3 separate regions of the Gossypium hirsutum genome follow, and regions 2 and 3 are each linked to region 1. The links are chromatin contacts, called in public Hi-C maps. All regions are on one chromosome and are shown on one strand. The core of a region is the stretch at or near the end of the contact, and the rest is flanking DNA. Distances in the headings are between cores, read along the strand shown. Region 1 has its middle 45 kb from the start of LOC107954652. Region 2 has its middle 13 kb from the start of LOC107956742. Region 3 has its middle 27 kb from the start of LOC121219042.

What was found. Hi-C and Micro-C count contacts between places; a contact is called where the count stands out from the background.
Region 2: a contact with region 1 is called in a Hi-C map of leaf, with 3 times the contacts expected there. The contact joins two enhancer-like sites. A contact is called at or near these places in 4 of 34 Hi-C or Micro-C datasets (anther and leaf).
Region 3: a Hi-C map of leaf shows a contact between it and region 1, with 2.2 times the contacts expected there. The contact joins two enhancer-like sites. A contact is called at or near these places in 4 of 34 Hi-C or Micro-C datasets (cotyledon and leaf).

Annotation. Positions count from the first base shown.
Region 1 is chrD07:28,989,340-28,992,409 of Gossypium_hirsutum_v2.1, forward strand. No RefSeq gene overlaps it. Among protein-coding and RNA genes, the nearest start is that of LOC107954652, 45 kb to the left of the region's middle. Within about 2 kb of position 1,617, at least 3 of the 9 cell types and tissues checked have an H3K27ac peak or open chromatin away from gene starts, as enhancers often do. A contact at or near this core is called in cotyledon and leaf, where this site is marked.
Region 2 is chrD07:29,197,586-29,200,655 of Gossypium_hirsutum_v2.1, forward strand. No RefSeq gene overlaps it. Among protein-coding and RNA genes, the nearest start is that of LOC107956742, 13 kb to the left of the region's middle. Within about 2 kb of position 1,611, at least 9 of the 9 cell types and tissues checked have an H3K27ac peak or open chromatin away from gene starts, as enhancers often do. A contact at or near this core is called in leaf, where this site is marked.
Region 3 is chrD07:28,828,768-28,831,837 of Gossypium_hirsutum_v2.1, forward strand. No RefSeq gene overlaps it. Among protein-coding and RNA genes, the nearest start is that of LOC121219042, 27 kb to the left of the region's middle. Within about 2 kb of position 1,619, at least 7 of the 9 cell types and tissues checked have an H3K27ac peak or open chromatin away from gene starts, as enhancers often do. A contact at or near this core is called in cotyledon and leaf, where this site is marked.

The DNA of each region.
Region 1 (3,070 bases), core at 367-2,866:
TTTGTATTGCATGCAGAAGAAAGTAAAAGGTGCTTTTTGAACTTTGCACCAATGTGGGACGTCCTCTCATGCGTGCCTCTTCCACCCATGCTTGCTTCAGTTCGGTTGTTTTTATTCTCTTTTAAAATAGGATCAGTTTCAAACCAATATAAAAGGAGAATACTTGTGAATTCTCATTTTTTACCAAATTATTATTTTTATTATTTCTCAACCTATACCTTTCTTTTTATTATTTATTAAAATGTGTTTCTTTTGGAGATGAATTTTGGCATTTATAGGTGTCAAACCTCTTTTAGATTTCAATTATCGACATAATCTGTTCCTTTAAGATATATGGAAAAATATGAAAAATACATGTAAGCCTAAATTCCTCATCCATGACGGTTAAGAACCACTTGAATTAAATTCCAGTGGTTCAGCCTACCGGCAATTAATACAAATGAGAAATAATAAATAACTTATTATACTTTATATAAAGGATTTCATAGTCTACTTTAAAATATATTTTGTGAATCTCACATGTACTCATTAATAACCACGTGAATTAAATTCTAGTGGTTGAGCCTGTAAGCAATTAATACAAATGAGAAATAACAACGAACTTGTTATACTTTATGTACCGTACCTCGCAGACCTCATAGTATACCTTGCAAACATAATAGTGTATCCATAGAGAATCTGACACGTGCCTCTCAATAGTGGCGAAGGCATAAATTTTTTTTAGGGAGATCGAAATTAAATTTTAATTTTTACGATAGTAAAAATACAATTTCACCATTTGATCTATATCTTTATAATTTTTAAAGGATTAAATCAAAATTTTATCATTTTTAGGGGAGCCAAAATGCAATTTTATCTTTACTAATTTAAAATTTTTAAAAATTAAAGGCCATAAATGGAAAATTTTTCATTTTAAGGGGGGCTGGGGCCCCTGCCAGCCCCCTGGCTACGCCCCTGCCTGGAGCTAATAACATGGCAAACCTTAGGTTAGTTTGCGAACCTCAACTTTGCGAAATTTGGAGTTGGGTGTCTTCGTTGAGACTATATAAGGACTACGTGCGGCCTAGAGTAATTGATTGCCGGTCGTCTTAAAATGTTTCACCTTAGGACATAGAATTACCGTCACTGCTAGGAATATCAAATTAGACTTTTGTGTGAGCAACCTCAGGACATGTAACTAAATCCATCTCCTATTATAAAAGGACCATGACAGCTCATACCTTAAAAAAGTTAGTGTTAAAGAAATGCATAAATGTAAAAAAGAAATTTGAGACAAATCACTTGCATCATTAAATAAAACAAATTACAAATTATATTGTCTCTCAAAAAACAATAATAAGCAACTACATCATTTAGCAACTAAATCCTCCCTATCCCCTCCATCTTTTTCCTCTTTTCCAAGAGTTGAATTTGTAGAAGTGTTGGGGGGGGGGGAGGAGTATTATGGTAGCTTGCCTGTTCTCTTTAAAGGCTTCCCAATTAGGACTTAAGGGATTGAGTACATCAAATTCAACTATTGCATCACATAATTTTCCTAGCAAGATATTAGAGATATCAAGTGGGCCATAAGCAACTTGAACACCCAAAATAGTACCATGTTAAGCCCATTAAAAGTACTACTAACTTTAGCGCGTGTAGTAGTTTTAGCTTCTGAGATGCTTCTATCCATTTCTTCCTTGGCTAGAGTCAGTTCAATATCTTTATCCCTTTTGATTGAGTCAACTGAAGCTTGTAGAGATTTAATCTCAACATTTTTTTCTTTAAATTCTCCCTCATTTCCCCCTTTATGGCACCAACGTATGCCTAATGTCTATCTTTTCGTTTTGTAACCTTGCCGTAATAAGATCTTTCCAGGGAAACAACCTCACTAGCATGTTTCGCAACCAACTCATTGCATGCAATACTCTAGCTTGAGCTTCTCCTTCTTCAAACCCTCGTTTCCTTTCTTCAACTTTGCTGTATCCTCTTTCAATTTTAGATTAGATTCCTCAAGGGTTTTAACTTATTCTTTCAAAATGAGTTCCTTTAGGGAAGCTTCAGTAACTAATTTCTTCAAGACTTCCTTCTCTGTAGTTAAGCTTTGCAAGTGCAGTTCTTGATTCTTTGAAGATCTGCCCAACTATCAGTATGCAAAATTACGCTTATACTCTAGGCTACTTGTGACACCTCACACTCAACTCCATCACTAAGTTCGGGTACAAAATGACACAGACAACTTGAATGACGAGACATGATTTTCAGTCTGACTTATAGTAACTATTTTGGCCCTATTAAATTACAAGATTTAGATTCAACTAAAACCCTCATCATTCTAACGCTACAGTTCTTAAAATTTTATTACATTAGTGAATATGACAGCATTCACAAATCTAACTTAAGTCTATAACATGTATGCATCCGATTTAATCCCCTAGGCTTAGCCTCTAGGAAATTGCCACTCTATACACATGAATGTCATCTACATCCATCCCTCAAATTGGCTAGCGTGGTCCTTTCCATCACATATCGAGTCAAATCTTTATCCTGGAAACAAGTAGTAATTTCATAAGTTCAATTAAACCTAGTGAGATTCTGTGAGAACAGTGTATGATTATCCTTCATAAATTTTAGAGAAATAAAATCTTGAAAATAAGAACTTTCCAACTTCCTGTTTATTATTGGCTTTCTACAGATTTGACAGGCGTGGTCATTGCCTTGTCCCTAACCATAGTTCTCTATCTTGGACGTATATGCCTCTTTTCTTGATGCGGGGATCTCTATGGTCTTGGCTTGTTTCCTTTCAATGATCTCATAAAATTAAGATCCTTACCCTTACACGTTGGCCCGAGGTTTTAAGATTGTCTTGTTCCATTCTTCTGGATAATTGGAAGTGACATCTAATTCTATTGGTTGTATCCTGCCACTTCTTAGTGGATTATCCTTCCTAAATAATCATTGGTAGACTCTTTCACCTGTTATCCTATATGGTCTAACCGATGTTACCTAGTTTCAGGTAACATTCCTCTTCCCTGTAGAATCTTGATTGACTCTAATAGTTAGATCATTAGAGTAATAATTACCTCCAGGTGAA
Region 2 (3,070 bases), core at 361-2,860, 210 kb after region 1:
AAAAAACAAAAGGCTAGAAATCATACCATTATTGCTGAGGGACTAAGGCTTAGTTTGGATGGGCGGTGTGTTTAGCTCCGGTGAGGTTAAAAACAACGATGGCGGTGAGATTAGGTCCTGTAGCGGTGAGATTGGATAATGTAGCAGTGAGATTAGAAACAGCGGTGGAGTGTGTGTTTGGATTCAAACGCAGCTGTAGCGGTGAGGTGAAAATAGAAAATAACTTTTAAGGACATTAGATTAAAAATGATATATCATAGAAGTTTTTAAAATTATTTAACAATTACAAAATTAATAAATTATTAAAAATTATTATTAAATATAATTTAATAAAAATATATAATTTAATAAAATATATTAAATTTACAAAAATTCAATCACAGCTTAAAAATTACATGAAAATAACAACTTAATTATTATTTTTTAAAACAAAAAAAGTTTGCTTAAATAATCCAATTAAATTTTTATCTCCTGATTAAAAAACAAATCATTCCTCTATGAAACAGGGAAACGAAGCAAAAAGAGAGTTACGATCTTCCTAAATTTCACTTTCAATGAAGTTGAACTAAATTTAGTTATTTAATTCATCATTCTACATATCTTTTAAGCAGAAACAAAACAAAAAAAAAATCATATATCTATCTCTAAACTTATTGTGTAAGCGAGCAAACAGAGGTTATAGAGCAAACCAAGGGGAAGGGGAAAGGGAAGGGGAAGGGGAAAGGGGAGAAGAAGAGTAACCAAAGATTAGAAGAAACAAAAGAAATAATATGAGTAAAAGAGGAAAAGAAAAAGTAACTGGAGTTGCTAAATTTTTACTGGACCAACAATCTCTCAAAGGAGCCCTAAATCCCCATCAATGTTTAAACTTGCGGCTCTCGAATCATCAAGAACATTTTGACTGGGATTTTGAGTAGAAAGAATAGTCGTCATCACCTCCATGGACTCTGTTAAAGGAATTCGTGCACTACCAGAAGATTTAAAACGATTCCCATGTCCCCAAAGAGCATTTGAATTCTTGTGGCTACCACAAATTTTATTATTTTTTATGTCACCCTTTCTATTTATAAAACCGGATTTGTCCACATCCGAACCTGAAACTAAAGCCAAACTCGGCTTCTCCGCTGACCGATTTCCAGATTTAGCATGTTGATCGGAAATAATATTTTTCTTAAAAGACACCGCAGAATATTTCCCGGGATCGAGGACGCCTTCGGAAATTTGGATTTCGACTCCTTCAGACACTTCGAAAGCTGGGTTAAAATGAGCCTTAACCCTTTCTAAATAACCAGACCCGAAACACCAAAATTCAAAGAATTTTGGTTATCACCTTCCGCGCCCAATCCAGTAATTTTAGAATTATCCTGCTCACTACCTGCACGTGCACAAGAAAAAGAAATATTAGCATTTGATTTGAAAATTGGGCCCTCATTGCTCTTACCGTTATTCTCCAATTCCATAGGCCTTTTTCCCAAAAATTTATCCAAGCTAATTTAGTATTCTGGCCCAAATCATTTGCTCCCAAGCTGTCCAAAGAAAAACTCTTAGCAGGCCCTAAAAGGTCTCCACGGCCCGAAGCACTCCTACGGCCTGCTTCAAAATAAGGCCCAGATTTCTTTTTAACACCCATATTAAACCTACCCTTATGACCCTCATCGCCGACAGCCCCTCTCTCCCTCACTTTCTCCTGCGAAAAATCTCCATTAGCCACCCTCAAATCACTCCCCAAATCTCCAACCTGATTAAACGCCGAAAAACTAGATCCAAAAGAATCATTTCCAGATTTTTTTCGCGCCGCTAGCCTGATGAACGCGTTGGCCACGCCTCGCCTTTCGTTCCACCAACATCCATGGTCCGAACTCCGGCCTCTTATCACCAACATCCACTGAAACCGGACACATATATAATAACGCAAATATGTTAGAATCATATCTCTTACAACAAAAAAACAATAAAGAAAAGACAGAAAGAAAGAAAGAAACAATCAACTATCATTATCAAAAGAGAGAATAAGCAACAACAAAGTGGAAAAAGAAGCCATAATAGACTTGAATAGCATATGAAAATAACATTTATGAAGTCGCCTCATTTATGAAAAATCTATACAACAAAAAACTTAAAATGTTATTCCTTAATAGCTAATAGAAAAGAATTTATTTCTTAATTCAAAAGAAAAGAAGAAGAGAATTTTGTTTCTATAACTTTTGAAAAAAGATAAAATTTGTGTTTATTATTTTCTCATGTTTAAGTTATTATAAGGATATATATATAAAAAAATTAGGTTTTGCGTTTGCATTATTTTTATATATAAAATTATTATAATTTTTTCACATTTACAATTTATTTTGTGTTGATTCTAACACATTTTATCTTTATGTTGTGCTCATGAAAATTTTTGCAACATTTTTATGTTCATACTATTATTCGTGTAACTTAAATAGGTAAATTTACAAATAAATTTCTTATGTTAAGTTAGCTTATTTCATACCAGTTTTGACATATTCATATATTCATATTATATGATAATTATATAGTTTGTTAGAGTGATTCAATATAAAAATAATAATAATGTGTTCATATCTTGTGTATTCATTTCATATTTAATAACTAGTTGTTATAGTAATTTCATTTAGAGAGAAAAAATAAATAAATGTTTGTACTATTTTTGCGTTATCTTGTGTTGCAAATTTTAGAAATTTTTAATAAGGTAACTCTGGAAATTTGTATATGTATATAAATATATTATGGGTTAGTATTTTTTTTTATTCTACAAGTAATCTTAAAAGTTTTATCATATGTGTTTTCTTTTAAAGATTTATTTTTTAATATTATACTATACCCTATAGTACATTTACCAATCTCTAATCCTGTTTGTGGAGTCTAAAAACTCTTTTAAAAATGTATCAAATATTATTCTATATATTATTACTTAAAATTGAATAATTATATATACAATATATTTATATAAATATTTATATTTTAAAATTTTAATTTTAATTTTAATTTTCTAAAGTTCCATTAAAAGTTAGAAAAAAAAACAATTATCTTTGGGTTGCAGAAATATTGGGCC
Region 3 (3,070 bases), core at 369-2,868, 160 kb before region 1:
GTTTCCCCCGTCTGTTGAAAATAATTTAACATGATTAATGGCAAGAAAATATTAATTTGGGCATTACAATACAATATAAAAGAATTTTTGGTTTACCTATTAACCAAAATGAACAAATTCAATCGAACTACTGAGGCTAAAAAAGGCATTTTGTACCAAGCCCACGATTAAAGAAAAAGTAGGCATCCTCCAATATCTTGCGACTTGTGATTCGTCGCTTGACACATTTTCATGTACAAGAATGCTAAGTCAGCAGCCCCCCATATATAATGCGCAGCTAGATAGAAATCCTGAAGCAACTAGAAATACATCAAGTGTACCATATTGTCGGATTTCCCAGGCATCAGCACATTTCCTAACAGATGTAAGATTTACGCTCTTGCATGACACATAAGATCATTCGTTGTAGCCTCTTTTGGAACAATTTCAAAATTTTTCCTCAACCATGTCATCTTCACTTCGTTTCCCTCCAAATTTCCTTTCTCCGGTATCTTGCCAAGCAGCTCTCCGTAGGTTTCAGCAGTCTTGACATTGCTTACATTGGTGACTGCAAAGCCATCTAGAGAAGCCCCAATTGGAGTGTAACACGTTCTAGTGTAGTTGTACACTCCTCGCATCACTAGTGGAAGGTATGCGTCTCAAGTCTCCACCATTCCACCAAATCAGATATCAATTCCCGGTTCAAATTATAACTCTCGATCCTAAAAAATTCAGCTACATCTAGGTCATGCCTTCTTGTTTTAAAAACACGGTCATAGGCATGCGAAAAGTTTGCTTATATAAAATTAATTATTAACGCTCATCTAAGTTATTATTATCAACAAATTTATGATGTTAAAAAAATATTTTACTATTTTAACAATATATAAAAAAAAGTGTGGTTCAAAACAGTCTGAGAACATGATGATGATGATGCCGTTTTTATAATCTGCAATAATGAATATATTTAAAATGTTTAGATATAAATATTTATATTTCAATGTTAAAAATTAAATACAGAATTTAAAATTTAATAGAATCTAACAAAATAGAATAATATTTGCATTATTCTTAAATTAAACTTTATTCTAATTTAACAATTTAGATTAAAAGAAAAAAAAACTTTGTTTCTAAATAGGTGAGGATGAGAAAGGTTGAGCCTTGAGAATTAAAAAACTAACAAATTTTTACTTTTTTTTAAAAATCGTGATATAATGTAAATATTTTGGGTTTTTTTATAGGGTTTAGGGTGTGAGAACTCGAGTAAAAAGGCTTTGATTTGACACTGCAATGTGATAAGTTTAAAATATACAAATTTTTTAGCACTTTTTAACTAATAATTCTTGCAAATTTCGAGTGCTTTTTAGCATATTCTTGTAATTTTATTACAAAATTTTGAATGTGGACAAAATTAAAGACAAATCTTTATTTTTCATTATTTATATGCTAAACTTACACAATTTTGTCAATTTGGAAAAGTTTGGTGCATCTAAAGAAAAGGCAGTTTTGGAAGTCACTTTTCGAGGCTCAAAATGATGTAGCATCCTTGTAGCACAAGCCATGCAGAGGAGGGTTGATTAATAATCAGCCTAGAACGCCCCAATTAAGGGAATAATGGGTCATGGACATGCTTGACCCAGCTCAAAAATTAGGCAGAAAATTGGACAGTCTGCTAATGAGGAAAGAGCTTGAAATTGCCCACTAAGGGAGAGTGGCCCAGTCGTCCATCAAAGAGCCCAAATGAGCCATCCAAAGCTGATTTAAATTTTTTAGAAAACATTCAAAAACTTTCTCAGAATGTCGTTCAACCCCCTCCTCCTTTCAAACATTATCTCTTATGCACCAAGCTAAAAAAAACAAAGTCATCAACACTCTTTCCTTAAAGCAAGGGTCGGCCATGGGGGAGATATTTTCAAGGATTCAATTTTCTAAAAATAGTCACTCCCCTCATGTATAGATAGGCCCCTTGCCGGTCACTCAAATCATCATTCATTCACTCACCTATCTCTCCCAATTTCCTCTTCATCTGCCCATCTTTTCTCTTCTCATTTGAGAGAAAAGCCACGAGAGTTTTAGAAAGCATTTCAAGATTTCTTGGAGCAGCAACATTCAGCATCTTGAAGGACTTTTGGTTGGCAGAACAAAGGAAAAGGAAGGAAGGGACGCGCAGTAGTCAGACTTCGAAGAAACATCAAATTTGTCTTCTAATTTCTTTCTCTTTATTCCTTTTGATTTATTTTGAATTTATGAACATGATTGCTAGTTATTTCGATGCTCCAAATTTAATTAAAATGACTTAAATTGTGTTTATGTTAGATTGATTGCATTCTATCCACCTAAATTATTAAAATTATGTTTTTGATATTATAGGCCTCGATTAATAATTCATTCAGATAAAAACATGTTTATGTTATTCTTGCATTATAATTGAGAGGATGAAATTGAATTAATTATTTAATCGGAATGAAATTATAATTAATGGACCCAATATCTGAATGGTACATGTTTAATATTTTATGGAGAATTATATTAAATGAGTGATAGTATTGACCAATATTATTGCCATGTAAAAGATTGATGTGATTAAAATTGTTTTGGTATAGTACTATACTGTTACTTCACTATATCTAATGCTTGCTTATGAAATTTATTAAATTGATTTAACATAGACATATGCTAGAAAGGTTTAATAAGTTCAATAAGTATGACTACATAGGCTAATGAATAACCGAGCTGCCATGGAATTATCCATAACATCATTAGCATTGCTTTAACAATTTTAAGTTAAAGAATAAGATTACTCTAACAAATTTAGGTCATATTAACTAAACTGTTTAAAGTCTTACTTTTACCTTGTTTTCACATCTTTAATTTAATTTGTTGCTTAGTTAATTCTAGTTTAGGTAGTAGCTCACTCCTCTTGAAATTAATCTTCTCAGAAATTTGCTTAAGTATTATTTCATGGTATTTGCCTATATACTCTTGATGGAGACAATACTCGATACTTATCATTTTATTACTTGTTAACGATTGTGTACACTGTACATTTTCGCGAACGACAATGTTAGGCTTGTTTGATGAGTTCTTAAGG